Regions from separate parts of the Hordeum vulgare genome. Here region 1 is linked to region 2. A link is a contact called in public Hi-C data. All regions are on one chromosome and are shown on one strand. The core of a region is the stretch at or near the end of the contact, and the rest is flanking DNA. Distances in the headings are between cores, read along the strand shown. Region 1 has its middle 160 kb from the start of LOC123408494. Region 2 holds the start of LOC123411956 (protein SHI RELATED SEQUENCE 1-like).

Region 1 (3,166 bases), core at 177-2,676, 440 kb before region 2:
TTTTAATAAAATACTCTATATTTTCAAAAAATTGTTATCAGTTTCGAAGTTTATTCTAAACATTCAAATTTGTTTTCGTTTTCAAAATTTCTTTTGAAGGTTCAGAAAATGTTCGTACTTTAAAGAATTGTTCGTGGTTCCAAATTTGTTCGGGGTTTTTCGAAATTGTTCTTTGTTTCAAAATTATGTTCGCTAGATTGAAAAAATCTTCGTGCTTTAAAAAATTTCTCGCGCTTCCAAACTTGTTCAGGACTTTCAAAATTGTTATCGGTTTCAAAATTTGTTCTCAAGATTCAAAAAATATTTGTGCTTTAAAAATGTGTTCGCTCTATAAAATTTGTTCAGTGTTTTTCAAAATTGTTATCCGTTTCAAAATTTAGTTCTCAAGACCAAAAAATGTTCTCTTTTAAAAAAAATTTCACGCTTCCAAATTTGTTCGGGGTTTTTCATAATTGTTCTCCGTTTCAAAATTTTGCTCTTAAGATTCAAAAAATGTTTGTACTTTAAAAAATTGTTTGCGCTTCCTAATTTGTTCATAATTTTTCAAAATTGTTCTCAGTTTTAAAATTTGTTCTCAATATTCTATTAGCGTTTTTAAAATTTGTTCACGCTTTCAATTTTGTTCGGGGTTTTTTTAAAAAAATCTCCATTTCAAAATTTTGTTCTCAAGATTCAAAAATGTTTTTGCTTTAAAAAGTTGTCCGTGCTTCCAAATTTGTTCAGGACTTTTCAAAATTGTTCTCGGTTTCAAAATTTCTTCTCAAGATTCAAAAAATGTTCCGCTTTAAAAATTTGTTCAGTCTTTCAAATTTGTTCGCCGGTTTTCAAAATTGTTCTCCATTTTAGAATTTAGTTCTAAAGATTAAAAAAAAGTTCGTGCTTTAAAAAATTGTCTGCGCTTCTGAATTTGTTCTCGATTTTTAAAATTTGTTCTGGGTTTGAAAATTTGTTTTCAAGATTTCAAAAAATGTTCGTGCTTTAAAAAATTGTTTGCGCTTTCAAATTTGTTTTCCGTTTAAAAAAATATTATTGTTTTAAAAATGGTGGGAAATTCAACATTTGTTCGTTTTCATATTTTTTTAAAAAAACTATACAAGCACTTTCCCAACAAACAATGAAATTTGTGTGTTACTGCTTGCGGGTAGGTAGATTATGAAACTCCTGGTATAAATTTTGTACGAAACAGTGAAATTCCTGGTAAAACATCAGGGAACAATAGAACAGCAGGGAATGGTATTACAGCAGGACCAGGAGAACAGGAACACAACGACGCACATGAAATAGTTGAAATAGCGACGCGGGAAACAGCTCTCGGGAACAACTCGCGGGAAACGACCGGAAAACAGCGACGCGACCCAGAAATGCCCGCAAGTACGCACCTGTGTGCGAAGTTGGAGCTATTTGACACAGAATGCGTCCAATAGGATCTCCCTTGATATGGGTCCGTGTGAGGGATGGCACACACTTTATTAATTGATGGGGCGCCGGCCCAGTTTAGGTCGTCGTGGATTCCCAGCGCACGTCTTGTTATTGTTTATGAGAGCTCGTGGTATAGTTGCATTTTAGTGATTCTGTTTTGGTTATCTACTCCTTCGTTCCGAAATACGGTATGTGGTTTTAGTTTAAATTGAAATAAAACTACAACAAGTATTTTTGAACAAAGGGATATAGTGCTTAAACATACTAAATCATTCATTGTGTATTTAAATAAAAGTTCTTCAAGTATTTTCTTTCTAAAAATCATTATACACTAAAAACAGCATTCAACATTTTTTAAACTATATACGTGGTGTAGAAGAAATTATTCATCATGTATTAAAAACTTGTTCACCATGTTTAACAAAATGTCTCCAATGAATCAAGAAAATGTTTGTCGTGTAACAAAAATGTTAACAGTGTAATAAATTAATGTTTCCCACGTTTAACAAAATGAGCAATGTCTATTAAAATAGTCAATCATGTATTAGGAAATGTTATAAATGTCTCAAAAGAAAAGACCTCGAGAAACCATGTTTAAAAATGCTTGTATTGCAATATTATTCAAGATGTATTGAATTAATATTCACCATGTTTTAGCAAAATGTTCACTATCCATAAAAAAAGTTAGTAGTTTATTAAAATATCAGTATGACTAAAAATAAAAATGAAAAGAAAAAAGAAAAAAAAATCCAAAAAACCGAAGCAAAAAGCACAACCGAAACCAAAACAAAGTTGCAGCAATGCTGCAAAATGAAACAACAAGAGAAACGAAAAGAAGAATCAAAACAGAAATTAATAAAAACAAGCAACAACACAATAAAAGGAACAATGTGAAAACAAAATCCAAAAAGCATCAACAGGAAACTGAAAAATACTGGAGCAGCGCAAGGTGGGCCGGCCTAATTCGCGTTGCTCGTGGGCGTCGTGCCATACGTTCGACGCCTACGGGTATGAAATAGCATCAGCTGACTTATAATAGCTATATCGCACATGCAGCTGGTATACGCATCGGCCTTGTAGGGGTTATTTAGTTTTAAGTTTGTTTGATTTCCTTCTGTTCTTTCTATCCCCCCACTCCCCCCCCCCCAACCCCCCTTGGTTCTGCTCTAGTTTTCCATTTATTTGTTCATTATTCTTTGACTTTCTCGCCTCTTCATGTTTTCTTCTCCAATACATTAACATGTTTTGAATGAATATATATTTTAGACATTATTTTACTGTACTTTTCTAAACAAAATCCTAAATGCATGAATATTTTTAAACATATGAACATATTTTAAATGAAAAAATCTTGGTCAACATGAATATTTTTGTAGTGCATGGGAATTTTCTTTAAATGTATGAGCAATTTTAAGGAACAATTACATTTGTGTCCCTAGCTCGATCATACTACTCAAATTTATCTCGAATTCTTAACAATGTTCAACTCTGCCCTCTTCCATCTAGTCTCCTTATAAAAATGCTCTTTGTTTTTTTCATTCGATCAAAGTGGCTTGACTGTTTTCTTTGTCCAAAATGCCCTTGGGCTAACAACATTCATGACAAAACACAGTCTCCTCCTCTTTCTCTCTTATAGGTGGGACACACCAGTAAAAAGGGAAATTGAAAGAACTCTCTCCCAACTCTTTTATAGGTGCAATCCATGGAAAATGAAAAGGAAAAACATTTGAAAATCTCTCTCCCGTAT
Region 2 (3,031 bases), core at 240-2,739:
ATGTGTTATCGTCCCCATGTACCACCTTTGTCACCTTAGCTCGAAGTGCCCATTTAATCTCCTCCTCTCTCAGTAACTTTTGCAAATTCTTCTCAGCTTCAATTTTGTTATTCCTATCAGTCAGATTGAGCTGAGGAGACTCAGCTTTCACATCTAATTCATCAATCAGACGAATGAGTCTTTCTTTTTCTTTTTTATATATACCGCTCTGATTTTTCGCCCATCCTCTCAAGAACCGGCACAAGTTTCGGATTTTGTTTTGCCATATTTCTATATTCGTAGATCCACCCGAATCCCTAGCCCATCCGTTAGCATGAGATCCATGAATCCTTCTCTTTCAAACCAACTTAGCTCAAAAGAGAAAAAAAATTCCCGCATAGTTGGCATCCCTCTATGAGAGGTGTGTGGTCTGAGATAGATCTTTGTAAAGCCCGTACTGAAACCAGCGGGTACTTCTGCTCCCACTCGACACTGGTCAATACCCGGTCCAACTTCTCATATGTTGGTACCCGTAATGAGTTCGCCAATATGAATTGTCTACGAGTGAGGTCAATCTCCCTCAAATCGTGACCACCGTGCATTGAAGTTATCATTGTTTTTTTCATTTTATCTTCTAATAATATTAAAATCTCCCCCACCATAACTGGCATTGTTTCATCTCCATAAATTCTTACTAGATCAGCGGGAAAATTAGATTTGAGCTCCGGTTGCGCCGCCCCATATACGGCCACCAGAGCCTACCTGAAACCATCAATTTTCGACCTCACACGAAATTTGACCGTAAACTCGCCATAAACCACACTCATCACCTATAAAGTTTCACACTTAACCCCAAGTAAGATTCCACCCGATCTATCCCTGGGTGGTAAAGAGTGCCAATCAAAATCCACTCCTCCTTATACAATCTAAAGATGTTATGTCGGTTTAATTTTTTGTAGGTGATCATAAGAGTATGATGTGCGTGCGTGTATTTATAGGGGTGAGTGTATGTGTGTGCATATTAGCGACTTCGATTGTAATGTTAAAAAAGTTTGGTTTAAACTGAATTTTTGGTCTTCCATGCTTTCCTAGGGCTTTCTTCCCTCCATTTCTCCCGAAACGGGTCATCTTCCAGTTTTGAAAATAATAGGGTCTCAAAATAAAAGAAAAGAGGCCCGTTTTCGTAGAATTACTACTTTCCAAGCAATTGTTTTGTTTCGCTGCACCGCAACTGTTTTCATTTGTTTTTGCAACAGCGACGTGTGTTTTGTTTTCCGAAGCTCATAGCGCCATCAGAGAATCAAAGGTAGAGAGCGAGACGGCGAGGCAACCCGGGCGAGAGAGGAAATAAATGGGGAGTGCAGCAGGCTCGTTGGCGGCGTGGCAGGCCCTCTCTGTCGCCTCCTTCCCCTATCTTAACTCTCTCCCTTCCCTTTCCTCCATCACTCTCCTCTCCCCCAAAAAGCTGCCTCCGTCCACCCCCGTCCTCTCCACCCCCACCCCCACCCCACCCCCACCGTACGCGCAGACAAGCCAAAAATTTAACCCACCGCGCGCGGTCGCACACCAGCCAGCTACCACTAGCCGCAGCACGCACAAGGCAGCAGCAGCTCGATCAAGCTGCCGCGCCGAGGCATCAGAGACGAGGAGGCGCGTAGCTGCTGCCAGGCGCAGATTTTTCACGCATGCCGCGGGGACTCGGGCCTAGACAGTAGAGGCCGGGCGATACAGCCGCGATCTATGGATCTGGGCGCATGGCGGGATTCCCTCTAGGCGGAGGAGGCCACCACAGCCGCGGCGCACGCGACGACGACGGCAGCCACCCTCCCGGCATCAACCCCTCCGCATCTTCCTCCTCCGCGGCCGCCTTCCTCTACGCCACCACCCCATCGCGTGGCGGCTTCCAGCTATGGCAGGGGCAGCCGCAGCACGAGCAGCAGCAGCACCCGTTCTACGGCGGCCCCTCCTCCAGCATCATCCGCTTCGCCGATGACCCGGCCGCCTCCGGGTCTTCGTCGCGGGGTGGGGGGAGAGGGTCTGGCGCTGGCACAATCAGCTGCCAGGACTGCGGCAACCAGGCCAAGAAGGACTGCCCCCACATGCGCTGCCGCACCTGCTGCAAGAGCCGCGGCTTCGACTGTGCCACCCACGTCAAGTCCACGTGGGTGCCTGCCGCCCGCCGCCGCGAGCGACATCACCAGCAGCCGCAGGCCTCCGCCGAGCAGTTCAAGCGCCCTCGGGAAGGCGGCCAACCCTCCTCCACCACCCCTACCACTACTTCTTCAGGTACTCTCTTCTTATAATCTACTTCCTCCGTCCCACAGCCACAATATATATTGTGGGACGGCTGCACCCACACTAGCTGGCTATTTCTCTTTCCTTTTTGTACAGCTCAGCTCAGAAGAGCTCGGACAGACCGTGAGCTTGATGAAACCAGTGTTTTGAATTGTTGATTAATTAGGGGAGCATCAGCAGCAGATGATGGCGGCCGACAGGTTCCCGCGGGAGGTGAGCTCAGAGGCTGTGTTCCGCTGTGTGCGGCTGGGCCCGGTTGACGAAGCCGACGCCGAGGTGGCGTACCAGACCGCCGTCAGCATCGGCGGCCATGTCTTCAAGGGCATCCTGCACGACGTAGGCCCAGACACCTCCATCACCCGCACAGGACACCACGCCGCCGAAGGTTCCTCCCCGAGCACGGCAGCTGCTGGCGGCGCCGAAGGAGGCAGCGGATCTACGGGTGCCGCCGCCGTGTCATCATCGGCTGTGGTCATGGACCCGTATCCCACGCCCGGCCCGTACGGTGCTTACGGCGGCGCGCCATTCTTCCACGGCCACCACCCGAGGTGATCAAAGGCCACCTCGTCGTGCTCCTCACACGCCATGCCTTGGTTCGCTTTACCATTAACTCTGAAACTCGTAGATGCTGCCGCCGCTGCTGGGGTCGATCGACATGATCGCTAGCTTCCATTGATCTTGTCGATGCATACATAAATTGATGCCATGGTTCTCTTAAGTTCATCAGGTCAAGTCAGCTAATAAAGCTGGAACTAGC

The links. A called contact is a pair of places that touch in the nucleus more often than the background predicts.
Region 1: a Hi-C map of leaf shows a contact between it and region 2, with 5 times the contacts expected there. The contact joins the enhancer-like site here to the promoter of LOC123411956 in region 2. A contact is called at or near these places in 3 of 6 Hi-C or Micro-C datasets (leaf and seedling) and 1 of 1 datasets of contacts at active chromatin or transcription factors (embryo).

Annotation. Positions count from the first base shown.
Region 1 is chr7H:234,991,806-234,994,971 of MorexV3_pseudomolecules_assembly, reverse strand. No RefSeq gene overlaps it. Among protein-coding and RNA genes, the nearest start is that of LOC123408494, 160 kb to the left of the region's middle. Within about 2 kb of position 1,426, at least 2 of the 3 cell types and tissues checked have open chromatin away from gene starts, as enhancers often do. A contact at or near this core is called in leaf, where this site is marked.
Region 2 is chr7H:234,553,850-234,556,880 of MorexV3_pseudomolecules_assembly, reverse strand. LOC123411956 (protein SHI RELATED SEQUENCE 1-like) reads left to right here and starts at 1,489. Exons shown (of 2, transcript XM_045104917.1): 1 at 1,489-2,265; 2 at 2,441-3,031. The coding sequence starts at 1,734. The coding sequence ends at 2,826.